2 separate regions of the Ovis aries genome follow, and region 1 is linked to region 2. A link is a contact called in public Hi-C data. All regions are on one chromosome and are shown on one strand. The core of a region is the stretch at or near the end of the contact, and the rest is flanking DNA. Distances in the headings are between cores, read along the strand shown. Region 1 holds the start of LOC132658082. Region 2 holds the start of KCNC4 (potassium voltage-gated channel subfamily C member 4).

What was found. Hi-C and Micro-C count contacts between places; a contact is called where the count stands out from the background.
Region 1: a Hi-C map of tail adipose tissue shows a contact between it and region 2, with 2.8 times the contacts expected there. The contact joins the promoter of LOC132658082 here to the promoter of KCNC4 in region 2. A contact is called at or near these places in 9 of 16 Hi-C or Micro-C datasets (blood, hypothalamus, liver and 4 more).

What each region holds. Positions count from the first base shown.
Region 1 is chr1:87,707,061-87,713,449 of ARS-UI_Ramb_v3.0, reverse strand. It overlaps LOC132658082, which reads right to left and starts at 5,026. Exons shown (of 2, transcript XM_060401415.1): 1 at 1-5,026. The coding sequence starts at 2,807. The coding sequence ends at 1,524. It overlaps LAMTOR5 (late endosomal/lysosomal adaptor, MAPK and MTOR activator 5), which reads left to right and starts at 5,142. Exons shown (of 4, transcript XM_004002306.4): 1 at 5,142-5,207; 2 at 6,060-6,121. The coding sequence starts at 5,173.
Region 2 is chr1:87,523,646-87,529,685 of ARS-UI_Ramb_v3.0, reverse strand. It overlaps KCNC4 (potassium voltage-gated channel subfamily C member 4), which reads right to left and starts at 4,082. Exons shown (of 4, transcript XM_027972888.2): 1 at 2,183-4,082. The coding sequence starts at 2,851.

The sequences.
Region 1 (6,389 bases), core at 3,777-6,276, 180 kb before region 2:
AATCGCAGCCATGGCCTGTATGCAGGGAGGCCACCCCTTGGTCACCATGTCAAGCTGTTTTGATAGATAGGCTATGGGAGCCCAGGTCTCTCGGGCCCACTGACATAGAAGTCCCAGGGTGTGTCCTTGGTTGGAAAAGGAAAGAGAAAGAATGGTCTGGTGTGATCGGGCAGGTGGAGAGTTGGCACTCAAAGGAGGCTCTGGGCGAACTGGTGAAGAGGATTGGCCAGCGAGGAGGGGTTAAAGAGGGGCTCATCCAGACATCCTTTAGTTGCCTCATAGAGTGGCTTTGCAATGAGGAAGAAATTAGGGATCCAGATATGGAAAAAGTTTAGGAGGCCGAGGATTGACAGGAGTTCCCTTTTCGTTTTTGGAACTGGACAGTTAATTAAGGCCTGGATTCTGTCTGGGGGAATAGTTCTTTGTTGATGGGATATGGAGAGCCCCAGGTAGGTGACGTTTGTCTGGGCTACTTGGGCCTTAGATTAGGATACCCAATAACCCCAGGATCCCAGGGCCCCAAGGAGTTTTGCAGTATGTTGGAGGCAGAGATTTCGGGTTGGGCTACAAAGGAGAAGGTCATCTACATATTGGAGGAGATGACTCAGGCTAGGTTGAGTGTCTGTAGGTCCTTTTGTAAAGCCTGTCCAAAAAAGTGGGGGCTGTCTCTGAACCCCTGGGGGACAACTGTCCATGTTAGTTGTTGGGAAATGTGAGTCTTGGGGTCTTGCCAGGTGAAAGTGAAAAGGGGTTGGGAGGGGATGGAGAGGGATGATGAAAAAGGCGTCTTTAAGATCTAATATTGTGAAGTGGGTTGCAGTCGGGGGTATGGTAGACAGAAGGGTTTAAGGGTCAGAGACTACTGGGAATGTCGATCTGATGGCCTCATTGACTTTTTGCAGATCCTGGACCAGTCTCCAAGACTTGGGTCCCTTCCTTACTGCCAGAATAGGGGTGTTGTGTGGTGAATGGGTAAGAATTAGGATAGAGGCTTGAAGAAGGCGGTCTATGATAGGCTTTAAGTCTCTTGTGGGCCTCTGGGGTGAGAGAGTACTGTTGTCACGTGATTATAGTCGAGGGGTCTTTTAGGGTAATGTGGACTGGGGGATGATGTTTGGCTATGGATGGGTGATCAGTGTCCCAGACTTGGGGGTCTAGGGCTGGTAGATCCAAGGGGAGGTCAGGGGTGAGGGATAGGGACCGTCCAGGTGCCATCTGTATGCAGAATATAGACTATATCGAGGGGGGGTATGGTAATAAAGACCCCCAGTTTGGATAGCAAATCTCTCCCTAGGAGTGCCATCAGGCACTGAGGCATTATGAGGACTGAGTGTATGAGGCTCGATTTTCCAAATTGACAGAGTAATGGAGGGCTGATTTTTGGCCTTAGGGGAACCCCAGAGACCCCCTTGATTGTGAGTTCTGAGTCCTGAGTTGGGCCAGAGTAGGAAGTTAAGAGAGAGAAAGTGGCTCCAGTGTCTACTATAAAGGAGATCTTTTTTCCGGCCACTACCCCGTCTACCCTAAGTTCCGAGCTCCTGTTCAGGACACAGCGGGGTTGGAACCCGGCCGTCATTGGAACAACTCTCGTAGGGTTGGGCTGGGGTTCTGGGGAGAAGTGGGGGTTTCCCCAGAGGCGCCAGGGCGTCCCTGTGGGCATCCCACTCTCCAGGTCTAGGAGGTGGGGACCTCCCCAGGGCTGCCAGGGCATCCCTGGGGACAGTCCATCTTTCAGTGTCCCCACTGGCCACAGGTTGGGCATGCTTTTGTGGGGGGCCGCGGGTTTGCGCATGCCTTTGCCCAGTGTCCTGACTGGTTGCATCGGAAGCCGGGTCCGGGGTGGGGGTGGTAGTGGTCTTAAGCCCCGTTCTGGGATGACTTGGGCCAGGCTGATCTCTTTTCTTAACTGCTGCCGCCAAAAAGGCATATTTAGCTTTTCTCTCACGTTCTTTTTTTCTCTTAGCCTCATCCTCTTTATTACTGAACACCTTGAAGGCTACTTCTAGGTCTCTTTGGGGGGTCTTGGGGCCCTTTTCTAGTTGTCGAAGCTTGCGTCTGATGTCAGGGGTGGACTGGCTGATGAATTGAACGTGAAGGTAGAGTAACCCAGCAGGGGTGGTGATATCTAGGTTGGTATACTTCTGGACTATGCCTGTGAGGCGTGCCAAGAATAAGGCTGGATTTTCGTCTGCCCCTTGGGTGATTTCTCTGACTTTATCATAACTGACATGGATATGAATATTTTTTTGCATTCCTTCTAGAATGCAGGTAATCATATGATTGAGTCTCTTGATACCTGGGTTACTGGGCTGGTAGGTCCGGTGGGGATCTAACTGAGGCACTGCCTCATCAGCAACTGAGCTATCCCAGTCTTGGTTGTGTAAATGATCAGCATGGGCTTTAGCCACTTGCCAGATACGGTCTTTTTTGTCAGGGGTGAGAGTGGCATTTAGGATATAATATATGTCACTCCATGTGAGGTTACAGGCCTGGGAGAGTCTCAGGAATTTTTTTCTGTATCTGGTAGGATTTTCGGAAAATGATCCTAGCTTTTCTTCTATCTGGCTCATATCTGACAATGAAAATGGCACGTGGACTCGGGTGGGGCCCTTTGGTCCTGCCACCTCTCTCAGGGGAAACATGTTGGGTATGGGACTGTGTGGGGGTGGGGAGAAAGAGGGGAGGGGAGTCGGTGAGATGGGGTAGCAGGGTTGAGGGGAAGTCAGGAGAGGTTTCCACGCCAGTAGGTGAGTTGGATGAAGGGGAAGGAGAGGGTTGGCGGGGCAGCGGGTAGGGAGGGGGCTCATCCGCGGGGTCGAACTCCGGGGGTGCGGAAGGTCAGAAGGTCGTGGTCTGCAGTTAGTTGAGGAAGAGCCCTTTCGCTTGGGAGGCAAGGTGCATAGAAGGACCTCGTGGGTGGAGCAGGCCTTGCATAGGGAGGGCTGATCCGAAGATTTTGAAGAATGTTAAAGTCAAATGTGCCGACTTCAGGCCAGCAGTCTCGATTGTCTAATTGGTATTGAGGCCAAATCTGTGTACAGTTGTTTTAAACCGTTAGCTTTGAGTTCAGTGAGTGAGAGTGGTTTGAGAGTTTTGAGAACACAGGTCAGAGGGGAGTCTTTTGGGACAGACTGGCCAGATCCCATAATTGAAAGGCAGGCAGAGGCTCCTGTTGAGAGCTCAAGTCGCAATAGGAGTTATGAGAAGAGAGCTCTGTGTCAAGGTGGAGCGTCCCCCACGGTCGCCTACAGAGTGGCCCTGGGCCGGGGGTCCCGGGGACTCAAAGAGGACTGAGTTCTAGGGTGCCTCTAGAACACCATCCGGATCTTACCTTAATCTAGGGGCCGGCTTGAGTGGAGTGTTGCAGTAGAGCAGTCGAATGGCAAGAGTTCCCTATTCCGGAGGTCGTCAGAGAGAGAGAGAGAGGGAGAGGGGGTACAGCCAAGGCCTGGGGGTAGGCAAAGCACCAATAAGCCTTAGCCCAAGGCTTGCACCGCTCACAAAGGCACTAGGCGTCCCCAAGGGGAACTTGAGCCCCGGCAGAAAAGTGAGCTCGTGAGCTCGGAGGATGTTCACCCTCCCAGACTCCAGGAAAAGGGAAAACAATGAGAGGGAGGGAGAGTGAGAGAGAGTGAGCCGAGTGCCTCTCCCCTTCCCGGGTTTCCGCACCAAGAATATAAGGTATAGTTGGGGCTGAGGCAGAAAGAAGAAAGACAACCTCGACAGAAGTAGGTTACCTTAATTCAGGCAAGGAGGGGCGACAGTCGGCCTAACGACCAGGCTGAGCGCCGAGAGGGATCAAGGAGTCTCCATATTTATAGGGAGGTTTGTGGAAGCGATCGGGTTTATAGTGTGGCTCAGACGGTAAAGCGTCTGCCTACAATGTGGGAGACCCGGGTTCGATCCCTGGGTCAGGAGGATCCCCTGGAGAAGGAAATGGCAATCCACTCCAGTACTATTGCCTGGAAAATCCCATGGACAGAGGCTATAGTCCATGGGGTCTCAAAGAGTCCGACACGACTGAGCGACTTCACTTTCACTTTGTGGAAGCGATAAGGGAAATGTTAATCAGGCGGGATGTTTTGGGTATTCTTTAGTTGAGATGGCATTTGTAGTTGGGCAGGGGTGATAAGTCTTCTGGGCAGGTGTAGGGGGTGGAAGGTTTCTGGACAGGAGGTGGTAAGTCCCAGATAGATGCAACTGGCCTGGAGTATCAGGGTGGGACCTAAAGTTCTGTTTCGTTTTCTCCGAAGTTAGATGATTCTGCAAGGGCCTCTGAGACTGTTGTTTTCTTTTCTAGGCCCAAAAGACTGCTTCACAGAGAATCTTCCTAACCCAGGGATCGAACTCACGTGTCCTACACTAGCAGACAGATTCTTTACCGCTGAGCTACCTGGGAAGCCACTTACTGACATGGAAAGACATTTATGCTAAATACTGTGCAAAAGATCAGCAGCAGAATAGTATACCCAGTATGTGTGTCGATTTAGCTTTAAAAAGATACAACAACATAAAAGCATTTACTTGCAAAGATAATTGCTTGAAGAATATTCTCCAAGGGATTAATATTCATCTTTGGACAGAGACTATGGGTGGGCTAATTAACTTTTTTTAAAAGGTTATTCTTAAGTAGTCCTATCTAGTCTTTATCACAAGTGCCAGGTTCTTTCCCTTGCCAAAGGGGAAGAACCAACCTTTTCCTTAAAATCCCGACCGTTTCCCGAAACCTCCATTAGCCTTGTTCCATCTCGTCCTCTAGTCTGTGTTCAATCTTTTCTCCTACAAGCCTGGGGATCCTTCATTGGGATCCTGTGTCGCTCTTGTCTGTCCCTGCCCCACCGCCTGGATGAGACCCCGCGGAACAGGGCAGGTTATTTATTGTAAAACTTCAATTAGATCTCGCCCGACTTCTCGGAATCGGTGGGACTGCAGATTTCCCTCCTCAGGGAACATTCCACGCCGTCCAGTCGCCAGTCGCCGCGCGGGAAACAGAACCCCTGCCAATACGCCGCGGCGGGCGCGTAATGATGTCATCCTGGACATAACGCGGAGGACGCGCCGCGAAGTTTGTCCCTTTGGAGGCGCCGTCCTTGCTCACGGCGCGCTCACGTCATGTGACCGCCCGAGAGGCACCTGACACCAGTGGCGAAGAAGGAGGCGACCCGTGACGAGATGGAGGCTACCTTAGAGCAACACTTGGAGGACACGTGAGTAGTATCCTTGTCGGCCCGTCCTGGGGTCGCGGCTGGAGAAGTTGAACGGGACAGAGTGCGAGCTGCGAGCGCCGGCTGGACGTCTAGGAGACGCTCTGTCCCGGGGCCTCCGGTGGGGGTGCGAGGTGACCCGGAATTAAATTGCGCAGGGGCTCCGCACACTCCCTCCCGAGCCGGTCTCCGCGGTCCGAGCCCCAACCCCTCTGTCGTGCTGAAATTGTCTGGACAGGGTCGCTCTTCGACAGTTTTAGGAACCCGGTTCTTTCGAGGGAAAGATGTACCACCTGTGCCGAGCCCTGCCTTTATAAACGTAAACACACATGCTTATTTCCTTCCGGGTGTAACCAGTTACTTGTCGCCTAAGGAAATGAAAGGCATCCCTTAAATTTTTCGAATGAGTAATATCTACGTAAAATCCAAAATTGGAAAAATATAAGACAGCGTACAGGGGAACACCTCCTTCCCATCAGTACCGCTCAGTTTCCCACTTCCTCAGCGTGAGGCAATCCATTGTTACTTAAGTTTCTCAGCAGTTTCAAGTGAGTAGGTATGCTAAAGTATGCATTTTTAACAAAGGCAACTAGATCCCAGGTATTGCAGCGTTCCTGGCCCTCCAGAGCTCAACAGTGCTGTGCCAGTCTTTTCTCTCATGAGAGAAAAATTGGTTTAACTATTCAATTTAAAATAGTTGTAATTGAATTTTTCTTGGGATAGGAGTGGATGATATGTGAAAAAAGATTGAGTAACACGAATTTAATGTCTGGTACATAGAAAGCCTCTTTGTGTTATTATTAATGTCATTTTCCCACATCATTTTCTTCCTTTTTCCTGTGTTCCTGGAATTAGGATGAAGAATCCATCCATTGTTGGAGTCCTGTGCACAGATTCACAAGGACTCAATCTAGGTTGTAAGTATCTCACATCATCCCTTTTGGTAGACTGCATAGCACTTGATGTTGACTGAGAGCCTAGCATGCTATTGTTCTCTAGTTTTTATTTCCTGTTATCCTGACACTTTCTGGGGACTTTTATGAGAGTAGATATCATCTCCAAATAACAAGATTAGAAAACTGAAACTTCTCAGTTGACATTTATAAAAGTAGAAATGTTTCTTGCAGTTCTGGCACTGCACAGTTGCTTCTACTGTAGTAGTATTTGAATAATTTTAAATTGGGT
Region 2 (6,040 bases), core at 2,833-5,332:
CCAAAAGGCAGGCTGTGTGGGGTGGTTTGCTGGTTCTATTATTTATTAGTTAATTGTTTGTGATAAGACACCTAACATCTCTGAATCCTGGTTTCTTTGTTAAGTGGGAAGAACTTACCCAGCCCAGCCCCAAAACTTCTGACCTCAACTGGACTGCCCTGGTTGCTGTGATTCTATTGATATATCAAAAGGGCCAAGTATTAATATCTTGGGCTCATGGAGGACTTCTAGAGGCTAACCAGGCTCTGAGCTTACTCACAGAGCCCCAGTTGGGCCACTCGGCAGTGAGTTAAGGGCAAAATAAATGCACTGAGGGTACAGCCCCTTGGAATCCAAGGGAGAGGAAACTGAGTAGGCAAAAAGTCTTCAGAGACCCCAGGATGTTCAGAAATAGGGCCCCTAAGCATCTCATCTCATTCCTGCTTCCCTGGCATGCTCTTTTTCCCCAACTCCACCAAGTTAAATCAGCCTCCTCCTTCCTCTACTGCCAACTTTGAAAGAACCTAAAAGATCTGCACTTGTCTCTGTCCCCTCCCCACCCCTCTCACCATGCACACAGCTGAAAGCGGACACCAGCAGGGCTAGAGGACTGCATGAGAAGCTCGTGGGATTCACAGTCTGCCAGGGCCTCACTGAGCCCTCACCTTCTGAGCGGGTCTCAGGGTTGCAGGGGAAGAAACAGAGATGGCACCTAGCTTTGCTCTCTGTCCTGAAACCAGCCCCTGCCTTTCAGCGGTTGCCTGAGGACATATGCCTCAGCCGCTGACCCCTCTGCTCCTCCCTCCTCTTAGACACAGGAGATGCATGTGCCCTGGTAGAGCATTTATGCCAGCCTGCCCCCCCACCCCGCAGCCCCATTTCCCAATCTCCTGCTTTCCCCTGGGGGTGGGGGGAGTGGAACTTTTCCTTCCATGACTGTTGAGGCCTAGCACCAGAGGTGCTGAGGAAGGCGGCAGAGCTCTGAGACTCATTAATGTGACAACTTGGGATGCCAGAGCTAACTACCAGCTTCCGACGCAGGAGAGCATCCCCACACCCAGATCCAATGCATCATGTTGGTCTTCAGTCTCCCAGACAGACCCCAGCCAGGCTTGAGATCAGACACTAACCTCCAGGGTTCTTTTTTTTTTTTAGAGAATCTAAAGCCATCCTTCAGGTTTTTTTTTTTTTTTTTTTTTTTTTAAGATGCTTGAGCCTACCTCTCCACCACCCCCTTCCACCTAAAAGGATTAGGGAAAAGTGGATTGACTTGAGGAGGGGGTGGTGGGAAGGGACTAGATCTTGCCTAAATCAACCTGCACTTCCTCCTGCCCCCCCATCCATCCCCATCACCTATTTCAAGCAGTAACCTGAACCAGGGCTTTCTGGGAAGCCAATTTGTGCTGCAGCAAGAAGAAAGCAGCAGCAACAAATCTGGGATCATCACCAGGCAGCCTGTGGCTGGCCACTGCCTGTAGGAGCCGAAGGGCCCAGAACCTTAGGCTCTTCCTGTCTGACTCTCCCCTCATTCCAGCAGAGGCCAGGACAACTCTAGTGTCCAGAAAGCCTCAGGGGCATAGCTTGGGGCAGGCATCTTGGCTTATCTTGCTCTTCCTGCTTGCTGCTTCTTCGGAAAAAGAAGGACTCTCCCAAACTGGGTGTTCGGGTCCCAGTTCTGCCTATTATGGCTAAAGAGCTGAAGCCTGAGGCCCCTTCTCTAGAACTCACAGTTCTTAGCACACAGAGCCGCCGGGAGGGTTTCTATGATATGGGACACAAGGAAGGAGCAAACCCCAGAATCTGCCAGATCTGCCACTTACACCCTAGTTTCCCTCCCATCGCCCCAAATCCTGCCTGACCCCAGCTCAAGGCTTCATTCCAGCTCTCCAGGGCTCTGTTCTTCAGAGGAATTGGGGGTAGACGTAGAGACGCCGCCTGAGCAGGAAGGAGGGGGTGGAAAAGCAAGAGCGCAGCTACGGGTTGTCTACTCGCTTTGAGGGGGGATGCCTTAAAGCAGGAGCTGGATTAGGTCCAAGTAGTAAATCAGGTGGGTGCACTCTCCTGAAGCGTGCAGGGGGCGGGGTGCGGGGTAAGGGGGTATAATTTCCAAGGGGCCCCATGTAAAGTAAGGTAATTTGGGAGGGAGGTGGTGGTCAAGTCAGTCAGTCTCAGTCGAGAGGAGACCCAGGCTCCTGCCACTCACCCTGGCCGCCCGGGAGGAGTAGGGATCCTCGAAGAGCGCCCACATGCGGGGCTGCCAGCCGCGGCAGCCCCCGGGCCCCGCGCCAGGGCCCGCGCCTCCTTCGTGGGGCCCCAGGCGCTGCAGGGCCAGCTCCCGCTCGTCGTCGCCGGCCTCGTCGCCGGGCCCCGCGCCCCCACCGCCTCCGTCCGGGCTCTCGAAGATGTCGAGCGCCTCCTCGGCGTCGCGGTGCTGCCGGTAGGTCATCCAGCAGCAGGGCTCCACGTCGGTCTCGTCGATGCCCCAGAAGGTGAGCTCCTCCTCAAAGAGGGGGCCGCATACGTCGGCGGGGCAATGTAGCTTGCCCGTGCGGTAGTAGTTGAGCACGTAAGCAAAGACGCCCGGGTGCCGGTCGAAGAAGAACTCGCAGCCCCCGCCGCAGCTGCTGCCTGCACCACCGCCATCGGACTCGGGCCGGCCCCCGCCGTCGGGATCGGCCAGCCAGGCGAGGCGGGTGCCCGGTAGGGTGCGCAGGGTGCTGCGGTAGGTCTCATGTCGCGTGCCGCCCACGTTGATGATGATCTTCTCCGACGCCTCGCCCTTGGCCATCTCCTCCTTCAGACATGTTTTGGACGGAGGCTTGTTCCCCGACTTGCGCCCGCGGTAGGAGGAGACACACACCGAGCTGATCATAAGAAGCGCTGCGGGGCTTCGGCTTGGGGCGGCCGCTGCCCTCCAAACACCCTTCCCGAGGAGGCAGCGTCAGACGGGGGAGGGGGAGGAGACGAGGAGGCAGGAGGCAGCGGCGGCCCCCTCTGCGGCGTGGCCCTGCCCCTGCCTCCCCCCCGGGGCACGGAGCGAGAGGAGTTGGATTTCTCGGGTGCACAGGTGGTTGGGGTTTGGGCTGGCAGCGCCGGGGAGGGAGTCAGGAGGGGAAACGGAGAGCGGAGGACCCAAGCGAGGCGCCCGGGGAAGTAGGGCAAGCACACATACGTTACCCCCGCTAGGACCCGAGGCACTCCGACGCTAGAGGCCCGGGACACGCCCCCCCTTCACCTCCCGAAAGACCGGGAAGTGCACTGTCCGGGCGCACTGCGAGGGTCCGGGCGGTGCGCGCGCTCACACCCACACGGGCCACCCTCCTGCTCCCAGTCCGCGCCGAGCCCGGGAGCAGCCGGCTTCCCCGCCGCAGCAGCGGCGGCAGCGCAGCAGCAACAAGTCCTGGGAGCGGCTACCGGGGCCGGGCCGGCGCTCTCACGGTAGCCGGAGCTCCGCGGGCCCGGGCTGCGTGCGATCAACAAGAGGCGGCGGCGGCGGCATGTGGCCTCTTCCCCCCATTCATAAATCCAGCGCAGGGCACGGATGGCGGGCGGGGCGGAACGCGGCTTTCAGACAGGCGGGTGCTGCGCAGGGCGAAGCGGCAGAAGGAAAACAAGCGCGCCCGCTGGAGCGAGCCTCTGGTCCTGCGTCCGCGGCTCGACAGCGGCGGGGAGCTGCGCTGGGCTGGGCGCTGCGGGGGCCGTGCCGGGGCGGGGGGGCCTCAGACGGGGCGTCCTGCGCGGCGCCGAGCTTGGGGGGGCGGGGCAGCTCCAGGGAACAGGGCTCTGGGCACTGGTGAAGGAGTCTCCCGGGTGGCGGCCGAGCAGCCAAGGACACCTGCAGGCTTCCTGGGCTGCGCCGAGAGGGAGCCTCAGCGCAGCGCCCCGGCGCCGGGCTCCTGCGATCTGGCGGCACTGGGAGCCACGCCATCCACGCGTTTACCCATCTCTGGGCGGGGCGCTGGCCTTGGCCCGCAGCAGGGGGCGGGAGAGAGGTGGCCTAGGAACGGGGGTTGCCTCCACGCTGGTGGGTTGCGGCTCCGAGGGTTCTCCGTCTCCCTCCGGCGTTGGCAGCGGACGCCACTCCGCTGGCGCCTTTTCCTCCCGGCCCCGCCTCGCTCGGGCGCGCCCTCCGCGGGGCGGGGTGGGCGGGGCGCGGCTCCGGGCGGACCAGACTAGCTGCAGGGCCCCGGCGGCCGAGCTCTGCGTTCCTCCGCGGAGCGGAGCCGAGCCCAGCTCAGCCAGGCGCGTAACCCCCTCGCCGCCTGCGCGCCGCTCTTGCGCGCCTCCGCCGCCATCCTCTCCCGCCCCCTTCGGCCCCGCTCCCCGCCTTCCTAGAACCCGCAGCTCCTCCCACTGCAGTCCCGCGGCCACCGGAGCGCTCTCGACCTCTGACCTCTAACCTCCGCCTGTCCCTTCTGGCCGCTCGCGTTTCCTCCTCCCGATCTAGCCGATCGCTTTGTTGCGGTTTAATTGTGGCCGACTGGAGGCTGGAGGCGGGGGGGGGGGGGGGTGGTGCGGAGGAAAGAGTGGAGAGACAGTGTCGCTAGGAAGAGGCTGCCCCCTCCTGCCCCAGACATTGTTAGGGCCTCCTGACGACTCCGCCCCAAACTGGGTCCAAGATCCCCGTCGTCCTGATGCTGGCCTCTGTCACGGTCACCGAAGCCCCCGCCCGGCGGCCTTGGACAGAAAAGCAGCTCCTGTTCTGGGTGGAAGAAAAGCGTAGTCCTGGCGCTGTTACGGGTGTGGGGCAGATGGCCCTGAAAGATCGTTAGGTTAAAACCGTGGTTCATCGTTGTCCCAGGGGGCGCATAGAAAGCGTCCATGCCACACCTTGTGATTCCCTCCAGGTTCTACTGTTTCACTCATTTGCAAATTGACTTTGCCCTTTTTCTGTCACATCTCTGCTCTCCAACCCTGAGCTCTTACAGGCCACACTGCTTTTTCATCTTGATAGCTCCCACAGTGCCTGCCTCTGAGAACCTGTTTGCTAAGTGATTGAGAAGCTGCCATATCCAAAATATTAGGCACTAGCCTGACTGCATTGGCTTCAATCCAAAAGCAATGTCCAGATTCATTTGTTTTTATTTGTTAAGTCTAGAACTCTTCCACATCTTTAGTCCTCTTTTTTAATGATTTTTTTTTTTTTTTTTTTAGTTTTAGCCAAGCCTTCTCCATATCTGTCCAGATCACTGTAAGAAGGATTTTAAAGCAGAAATACAAGGTGATTGACACACCTCCCGGGACACCTGGGCACCATCTGGCTATAGCTCTGAGGAAAGGTTAGAAGCCCAGTACAAATATGGGGAATCCTTATACGCAGAAGTCTCATCCTTAATGAGGTCAGAAAAAAACAAAATAATGCGATGATGAACAGTAATCTCTACTAACACACAGACAAGTTAAACAACATTCTGGACTGTAATCAGAAACACAAATTTGCTGGCACTCATTTTGTGTCTAGTCTCTCTACCCCTTGGATCTGATGTCTGCATTTCAGAGTTTAGCTGGCTTTGAGTTTGCTTCAGTGAAAAAGAAATCTCCCAAATGTGACTGAGAAGAAGACCCAGGACAAGCCAAAAGCTAGAATGAGGAAGTAAGAATCACAACAAGGGTATTAAAGAATTGACTGTAATGAATAGCTTTAAAGCCCTAGCTGACTGTGTCCTGGCAAACTCCGTTGGGGTCTCTCCTCTACTTTCCATTCTTCAGGGTGGTTGAACTCAGTCATTCCAAGAATACAGAGAGGATGCTGAAGGTGGATGGGAGAGGTGAAAAAAGCCTTGCCAGCATCCCACTCCTAAGTCACTTGTTCATTCAATAAATATTTCTTGAATATCTACTATGTCCCAGAAGCTATTCCAGGCACTGGAAATCAATGAACAAAACATAGACCCTCCAGCCTTGCCCTGGTAAATCTCTGCTCTCTTGGTGTTTCCACACTGCAGAGTGTGTAGATGGTGAGAAGCCTGTGGGGAGATGGGTGGAGGGAGAAGGCTACCAGGGAAAAAGGAGGCCTGAAGATCAGAAAATGGGATGGGGGTAGAGGAACCCAGAAGGAGTA